Linked DNA regions of Hordeum vulgare: region 2 is linked to region 1. The links are chromatin contacts, called in public Hi-C maps. All regions are on one chromosome and are shown on one strand. Each heading gives the region's core, a stretch centred on a gene start, on an enhancer-like site or on the middle of the called end of the contact. The rest is flanking DNA. Distances are from core to core; before and after follow the strand shown.

What was found. Hi-C and Micro-C count contacts between places; a contact is called where the count stands out from the background.
Region 2: a contact with region 1 is called in a Hi-C map of leaf, with 2.4 times the contacts expected there. The contact joins the promoter of LOC123439269 here to the promoter of LOC123442563 in region 1. A contact is called at or near these places in 3 of 6 Hi-C or Micro-C datasets (leaf and seedling).

What each region holds. Positions count from the first base shown.
Region 1 is chr3H:14,056,944-14,061,481 of MorexV3_pseudomolecules_assembly, reverse strand. It overlaps LOC123442563 (delta(7)-sterol-C5(6)-desaturase-like), which reads right to left and starts at 2,563. Exons shown (of 3, transcript XM_045118642.1): 1 at 2,163-2,563. The coding sequence starts at 2,415.
Region 2 is chr3H:14,237,189-14,241,726 of MorexV3_pseudomolecules_assembly, reverse strand. LOC123439269 (endo-1,4-beta-xylanase 1-like) reads left to right here and starts at 2,028. Exons shown (of 3, transcript XM_045116005.1): 1 at 2,028-2,887; 2 at 3,090-4,021; 3 at 4,124-4,538. The coding sequence starts at 2,066. The coding sequence ends at 4,310.

The sequences.
Region 1 (4,538 bases), core at 1,314-3,813:
AGTTATCTGTATGAGCATATGATACGATTGGAAGGCCCTGGACATGCTAGAAGATGCCCAGGATGGAGCATAAAACAAAAAGTAGTATTCGTACTCCCTCCGTTCCAAAATAAGTGTCTTAAACTTAGTACAATTTTGTACTAGCGTTAGTACAAAGTTGAGACAGTTATTTTGGGACGGAGGGAGTACTATTTAAGCATAAGCAAACACGAATATTGACAGGTTGACAATGACTTCCATTTGTTACCATGTGATTGGGCTAAGAAGCCGCCAAAAGTAACCGATAAAATCATGATGCAATCTCACAAGGCATTAGAAAAACGCCCCCCAAAAGTTAGTGGTCTATATCTACGAGTAAAGTGCAAGCTCTCTTTCTCTCTGTCATCTAACTTGATTGGCGATCTGACCAAGAAAGTGAAGAGGAAAGAGGTTGGCTGAGCAGAAGAAAATAGCATTTAAATGCAGCACCATTTAAAAGGCAGACTTTTTAAACGGCTTGGTTAATTATACATTTTTTCCACAATACATCACAAGAAGCCATTAGATTAAACATTTTTTTCATTTCCAAAACTACGTCACACTAAATCACATCAAATGCAACAGATATGATAAGTGAAGATGAACAAACAAACTGGACTAACAACTTTGCTTGCACACAGCAGTATCATGCAGCAAAAAGCAATCCAATCTCTAAAGAAGCAAGAAATCCAGCTGAAAAGGTTCTGTTCCAGTTGTCTCGCATAACTAAGGAAAATCTTGGTCCCACATGAATTGCAGGTCAACAATCACAAGACACAAGTGTACAGCAGAGAAGATAGGCTGTCATATCCATTTTACAATTGTTTTCTGAAAGAGACAACCCACCTTTTCTTATCTGTGAACTCAATTATGAGTTTTTGTTCAAGTGGTCCAGAATAAAGATACAGGACTTTGGATAAATATCTACCATACAGGTCCCCCGTCTATTCATAGTTCCGGAAGGACGAGTTGTCTGGTATGAGCATATGCACAATTGCGAGGTCCAGGACATTTTATAAAATGCCCAGGAGAGAGCATAAAAGAAGAAGTAGTATCCGTCACAAATACTGACGGGTCCACAGAGGAGTCCATTTGTTACAATGTGATTAAGGTATGAAGAGTATGAACAAATGCCCGGTTGCAAGGTCCTGGACATTTAAGGAAGTGCCCAGGACAGAGCTTGAATCAGCAAGTTGTAGCAGTACTACTATTTAAGCACAAGCAAACACGAATATTGCTAGGTCGACAGAGACCTCCATTTGTTTCCATGTGATTGAGCTAATAAGCCGGCAAAACTAATAAATTAAATCATGATGCAATCTGGCGAGGCATTAGAAAAACGCCCCGAAGACGTTGGCAGTCTAAGTATACATCAGCCACTTCAAAATGTTAGCTGTCTCACATCCACGAGTAACGTGCAAGCTCTCTTTTATCCCTCTCATCTAACTTGATCCGCGATCTGATCAAGAACACAAACAGGAGAAAATACTCCCTCCGTCCCATAATATAACCAAGCAGTAATGAAGCAGGAGGTTTGGTTCAACAAGCAAATACCAGCTCGATCAAGCAACGAACTGCTTATTAGTGCTTGGAAAAACAGCAGGATTGGACTCCTGCCCCAGTGCAATGATTGCCATATATTTGTCCTTCAGTATCTATTCAGGCGATCTGTTGGACAGAGAAGTGTCTGCTCAGTCGATCTTTGTGACCATCGACGAGCCTGCGGACAAACCCAAGATGTGACCCCAAACCTCCCAACCAAACTGAGAGGTTGGAGTTGAGCACACACAGGCCCAGCAGCTGGTGGATAAATGCCACGAAGCCCCCCGAATCTTGAGCAGTGAATTCCAGACGGAAACACTGATAAATTGGGGATCGAAAGGCGGCGGCATTCCTTTTCTTACCTCACCAACAAATCGACCTCTCGCCGTCATTTTCTTGGCTCACGGGAGCAGTGAGGCCCAAGCCCAAATCCCTTTCACGGAACACACTTTCAATCCTCACCAAATCCTCGGAGGAGAAGAACCAATTAATCAACAAGGGGAGGGCGAGGGGTAGGAGAATTAATACTCTGGGACCGGTAGGATTCTAGGACACTACTGTGCTAGCATGTGGGGAGGGGAGGGGAGGGTTAAAGGCGGGACCTTTGGGGATGTAGGCGTTGCGCTTCCAGTAGTAGATGACGAAGCACCAGAGGAAGCCGGTGGCGAAGTAGAGGAGGTAGCCGCCGATGCAGTTGCGCAGCCAGGAGCGGAGCGGGTGCGGCAGCGCCCGCCACCAGCCGCCGCCGCCGGGGACGACCGCGCTGAGGAAGATCTCGTTGTACCAGTCCGTCTCCTCCCGGAACAGGCCCCAGTAATCCTCCCCCGCCGCCGCCGCCGCCGCCGCCGCCGCCATTGCCGGCAGCGGTGGGTGTGCCTGGTGGGTGGGTGGAGGGGGCGGGCCTGCAAAGCGTGGGGGAGAGATGCTCGCAGGCTGTGGGGTGGGGTTTTAAAAGGCAGGAGGAGGAGGAGGAGGAGGAGGGCGGTGCGATCTGTTCTGTATACCATGTGCCCAGCCCAGGTGGTGGAGCGGCGGTTTCTTTCGTCCCCGTCCTTTGTATTGCCCCAAGGAGAGCGTGACACAAATGCCGGCGACTCAGGGGTGCTGGATCCATGCCGTAGGAGCCATCGGCTGCCAAAAAGCATCTGCCGCCGGCTAAATAAATCGAGATCTGATTTTCCTTTATAAATCATTAAATACATGGAAAACAAAAAATGCTAAATTTTGTGTTTCGATCCTTTTGCTGAAATAAATCGAGATCTGATTTTCGTTTGTAAATCATTAAATACATGGAAAACAAAAAATAAAGACAGAAAAATGTTGAATATTGATTACGTGGCTTTGAATGGCGAATACTGAACGCACGAAGAGTGTGGAGTTAAAATAAGTTTTAAAAATAAAATCACTTTATAAAAAAGATAAATTTTCGTCCGAAACCATGATACTTCGAAAGAGATTGTCCAGTTTTTACACGAAGTGCATCCAGTTTATGTCGTAACCCTCTTAACTTTTTGGCATATGTTATGTGAATGAAATTATGATATCATGCCAAGTTTCAACATTTTCAAAGATCATTTGTAACGCTTTTCACTTTCACGATCATTTAGCTCAAAACAATCATTAAATACATGAAAATAGAAAAAAGGATTAAAAATTGGTTACATGACTTTGAATGGTGCATACCGAACGCACAAAAAGTCTAAAATTAAAATATGTTAAAAATGAAATCTCTTTGTAACATATGAGTTTTCATCCGAAACCCTCATACTCGGAAATATATTGTCCAGTTTGTACATGAAGTGCATCCAGTTTTTGTCGTAATTCTCTCAACTTTTTAGCACATGCTATGTGGATGAAATTATAATGTCATGTTAAGATTCAACATTTTCAGAGTTCATTTGTAGTGCATTTCAATTTCAGGACCATTTAGCTTAAAAATAATAATTAAATACATAAAAATAGAAAATAAAGTCAGAAAATGGTTGAAAATTGATTACGTGGCTTTGAGTGGTGCATATTAAACGCACAAAAAGTCTGGAATTAAAATATGTTCTAAAAATTGAAATCTCATTGTAACACATTAGTTTTCGTCCGAAACCCTAATGTTTCGAAAGAGATTGCCAAGTTTGTACACGAGATGCATCCAGTTTTGTCATAATTCTCTCAACTTTTTAGCACATGTTATGTGAATGAAATTATAATATCATCTCAAGTTTCAACCTTTTCAGAGTTCATTTCTACCGCTTTTCAATTTCAGGATCATTTAACTCAAAAATCATTAAATGCATGAAAAATAAAAAAATAAAGTCAGAAATGGTTGAAAATTAATTACGTGGCTTTGAATGATGCATACTGAATGCAAAAAAAGTCTGGTGTTAAAATATGTTTAAAAAATGAAATCACTTTTTAACAAATAAATATTCGTCCGAAAACCTGATATTTCGAAAGATATTGTCCAGTTTGTACACAAGGTACATCCAGTTTTTGTCGTAACCTCTCAACTTTTTGTCACATGCTATATGTGTGAAATTATGACATCATGCCAAGTTTCAATCTTTTCATAGTTCATTTGTAGCGCTTTTCAATTTCAGGGTCATTTAGCTAAAAAATCATTAAATGCATGAAAATAGAAAATGAAGTCAGAAAAGAGTTAAAATTGATCACGTGGCTTTGAATTATGCATACTAAACGTACAAAAAGTCTAGAGTTAAAATAAGTTCTAAAAAATAAATTCCCTATGTAACAGATGATTTTTCGTGTGAAATTGTGATACTTCGAAAGAGATTGTCCATTTTGTACACAAAGTGCATCAAGTTTTTGTCGTAACCCTCTTAACTTTGTAGCAACTGTCATGTGGGTGAAATTATGATACTATGCCAAATTTCAACTTTTTCAGAATTCATTTGTAGTGATTTTCAATTTCAGGGTCATTTAGCTTAAAAAATTATTAAATGCATGAAAAATAGAAAAAATGAAGT
Region 2 (4,538 bases), core at 779-3,278, 180 kb before region 1:
CATATATACGAATTCAACCTTATAAACATATACACGCATATTTTATTTCTATAAATATCTTCGAAAGACTAAACCGACATATCATTTTAAGATGTACGAAGTTATCATAGATACCTCGTCGTCGACGGAAACGTTCCTTTCATTGAATGCGCATCGCCGTAAATGATGAAATAAATGTGAGCATTAAAACTTGAACCCTGATGAGTTGAAAATAGCACGGTCCCTCTAACCATCCAGCAACAAATTGATGCGCATGACCTAAATGATTCGAAAACTATCCATCAGCCGAAATTACTATTTTAACCTTCTCAGCGATCTTTATCACAAACTAAACTTGACATGAAAATATTTTACGATTTAACCCTCTTGGCAACGTGATAGCTGGTGGCGTTACTGCCCAACATAAAAACACCGAGCTAGATATAGTTTCTGCCTTTGTCCACTGCCAGGCCGAGTACATGACATATGCCAGAAACACCGAGCTAGATCCTGTTTCTGAAAACACCACTAACCCCCGACATTTCTATGTAGGGCAGCAACGTTAAAGGCCTTGGCGTTTCCGAATAACATAGAAACGACATGACCTTTGAAGTTGTTGTCCTATATAGAAACGCTAGGGTTAATGGTGTTTTCAGAAATGTCATCTAGCTCGATGTTTTCTGACCTGTTACGTACGCATGCTCGGCTGGGTAAGTACCGAAATGTTATTTTGGTTGGCGTTTCTATGTTGGACAGTACGACACGGGCTATGACGTTATCAAAAGGATCAGATCGTGAAATACTTTTATATCGAGTTCAGTTCATAGCAAAGATAGTTGAGAATATCAGAATAAGACTAGCCATAGTGAGAAGTAACTAAGTAGTAACATCAACGCCACGTAGGTAAAAAATCCGACATGGCAAGTAATTAATGCGGAGAGAGATGGTGGTAGTAACATAGCTAGTTACCATCACATCACATATTTCAATGCATTATGTGTCTATAACCTAATAAATGCTAGTTTGCATGACACCACATGTATGTTACTCCCCACTATGGAGGTAGTAACATAGAGTAGTAACAACATTATGTTACTACTCCTAGTTACTTCCCATTATGAGCAGCCTAATGATTTCGTTCCCATCCATCCATGTATGTAAGTGGAGAGGCTCGGCTCGTGATTGGCCTGTGTAAACACACGACATTTACAGCCACAGAAAACGGAACGGGCCACCAAACCTCGCTTTTAGCCGGGCGATGCTCGTGTCTTGAAGCTTGGTAATCCCATTTCGTAAGCCTAAATCCCACGGCCCATCGTCGTGGCCGCCGTCGACCGCCATGCATGTTTCCCCGTTGGTGGGGCGGCCGCAAGTTGGCCGAGGCGTCGCCGTCTCGCCGATCCTCCTCGATCCCACCGCCGTCATGGACGTACGCACGGGTCCAACGTTGTTGCCGCCGGCCCGGTCCTCTGCCTTGCATTCCGTTGCATGCCAGCGTCGTCCTCCTCTTGCTCTTCTCTTCTTTTAAAATAATATAATAATAATGCCGGTCCGGTACTCTTGGGAATTTGATCGTAGGCAAATGGCGCTTGACGGTGCGTTGAGTTACTGAGGTTGGTGTTGTGTTGGTGTCGGTTTCGGTGGCTGCTGCACTGCAAAGTCCAGTTAAGATTAGAATAGGGAGGGATATAATGTCCTGGGATTACGACGGAAAGTTGATGTAGAATCTAAGCCCCGATTGGTCCAATTCCTGATCGATCGATCGAGCTGATGAAATCTGCATGTGTGTTGGGCCACCAAGCTCGCTTTAAATTACTCGTCTCTTCCTCCCAAAGCCAAGAAAAGGAGCATGGACGGACCCATCGATCATGCTTCTGGTAGTGCCTGTAATCATCACCATCATGCTTACCACAAACAAAACAGCCTATCAGATCCAACAGCCGCCCCGCTGACACGCCGGCCCGGGCCCACACGCCAGTCGCGGCCGGTCTCCTCAAGTTCGCGCGATGCGACCGCCAGGCCTTGCGCAAGCTTTACTGTCACTCAAAAGCAGGGAGAGAGAGAGAGACAGAAGGGGAAAAAAAGGATGCATGGTCTGTGGAGGTGCGGTGGTTGCTTCGAGCCTCTGCAATATTTTGCGACGGCCGTTCGGTGCGCTGCTTTCGAGCTGCTTCGCCGTGATCCCGATGGCCGACCTTCCCCCCTTTATATACCGCCGGCCGCCGCGATCCCTCCCCCATCTCACCGCACCACCGCGCCACCTGCCACCGACGACAAGCACGCTCCTCCTCCCCTGCCTCCTCCTCGTCCTCTTAGCTCCATGGCCTGCAGCTGCGCTCACGGGGTGGAGTTCGACGCCAACGTGATCCGGAACAGCGCGCTGGAGGACGGGCTCGCCGGGTGGGCGGCGGTAGGCGCGTGCACGGAGCTGTCGGTGCGCCATGAGGAGTCGGCCAGGGTGCCCACGGAGACCATCAACGACGTGGAGGACGGGTACAGGCCGAGCGGCAGGTACATTCTGGCGGCGGGCCGCGGCGGCGAGGAGGACGGCCTCTGCCAGGCCATCCCCGCCGGCGCGCTCAAGCCCAGGGTCACGTACCGGGTGGCCGGGTGGATCGGCCTCGGCGACGGCGCCGCCGGGGAGCACGCGGTGCGCGTCAACATTCGTTTGGACGGCGGCGAGGGCGGGGAGTGCGCGATGGTGGTCGAGGGCGGCGCGGTGTGCGCCGAGGCCGGCAGGTGGACGGAGATCAAGGGCGTGTTCCGGCTCAAAGCCATCCCGCCGTCCGGCGCCGCGGTGCACGTCCAGGGCGCGCCCCCCGGCGTCGACGTCAAGGTGATGGATCTCCAGGTGTTCGCCACGGACCGCAAGGCCCGCTTCAAGAAGCTCAGGAAGAAGACTGACAAGGTGAGTCACCTCTCCCATCATCACACCATCTATCACTCCAAACTGATAGCGACTTACTGCTTGGTTTCGGTTGACACGTACGTACGCATAGCCTGCCACCAAACCGCATAAATGTACGTAGGCAGCTACGGTGGCACCAAACTGGTGTTTTGTTTGACACGTAAGTAACGCAACGACTCATGCGGACCGTGCATGAACGTAGGTGCGGAGGCGGGACGTGGTGCTCAAGTTCGCCGGCGCCGGGGCGTCGTCGGCGGTGTCGGGGGCGTCGATCCGGGTGATGCAGATGGACACGAGCTTCGCGTTCGGCGCGTGCATCAACCCGGCGGTGATCCAGGAGCCGGCGTTCGTGGACTACTTCACCAAGCACTTCGACTGGGCGGTGTTCGAGAACGAGCTCAAGTGGTACCACACGGAGGCGGTGCAGGGGCAGCTCAACTACGCCGACCCCGACGCGCTGCTCGACTTCTGCGACCGGCACGGCAAGCCGGTGCGCGGCCACTGCATCTTCTGGGCCGTCGACCGCATGGTGCAGAAGTGGGTCAAGGACCTGCCCAACGACCAGCTCGCCGCCGCCGTCCAGGGCCGCCTCACCAGCCTCCTCACCCGCTACGCCGGCCGGTTCCCGCACTACGACGTCAACAACGAGATGCTCCACGGCACCTTCTTCCAGGACCGCCTCGGCGACGACATCAACGCCTTCATGTTCAAGGAGACGGCCAGGATCGACCCCGGCGCCGCCCTCTTCGTCAACGACTACAACGTCGAGGGCGGCAGCGACCCCAGCGCCACCCCGGACAAGTACATCGCGCAGGTCAACGCGCTCATGGAGAAGGGCGCCCCCGTCGGCGGCATCGGCCTGCAGGGCCACGTCACCAACCCCGCCGGCGAGATCATCTGCGACGCGCTCGACAAGCTCGCCACCACCGACCTGCCCGTCTGGCTCACCGAGCTCGACGTGTGCGAGTCCGACGTCTGCCTCCGCGCCGAGGACCTCGAGGTGGTGCTCCGGGAGGCGTACGCGCACCCGGCCGTCGAGGGCGTCGTGCTCTGGGGGTTCATGCAGGGGCACATGTGGCGCCAGGACGCCTGCCTCGTCAACGCCGACGGCACCATCAACGACGCCGGCCAGAGGTCGATCGGCCTCTGCTAGTTCGATTTGATTCTTTGGGTCGGGTTAATACATATGATTGAAATGTGTTGGTGCTGACGCTTGTCCTGATCATGTCCATGCAGGTTCATCAACCTGCGGCAGGAGTGGACGTCGCACGCGCGCGGGAAGATCGACAGCGACGGCAACTTCAAGTTCAGAGGGTACCACGGCTCGTACGTCGTGCAGCTCGCCACGGCCACGGGGAAGATGCACAAGGCCTTCAGCGTCGACAAGGGGGACACACCTCTCGTGCTGGACATGGACGTGTGACAACGGTTACCTACTACGGCTATTATCTCCGAGTATATATATATATATAGTTATACTATATATACTCCTTGGTATACTAACTAATACTCTACACACATACAAGCACACATTGATTAATTTGATCTAATGGGGTCGGCAAAGGGATTGTACCACATACTACAACAACTAGTATAGTTTTGCGTTTCTACGTTTGGTATATATTGTACTGTTGAGAGATTGTAATCAAGG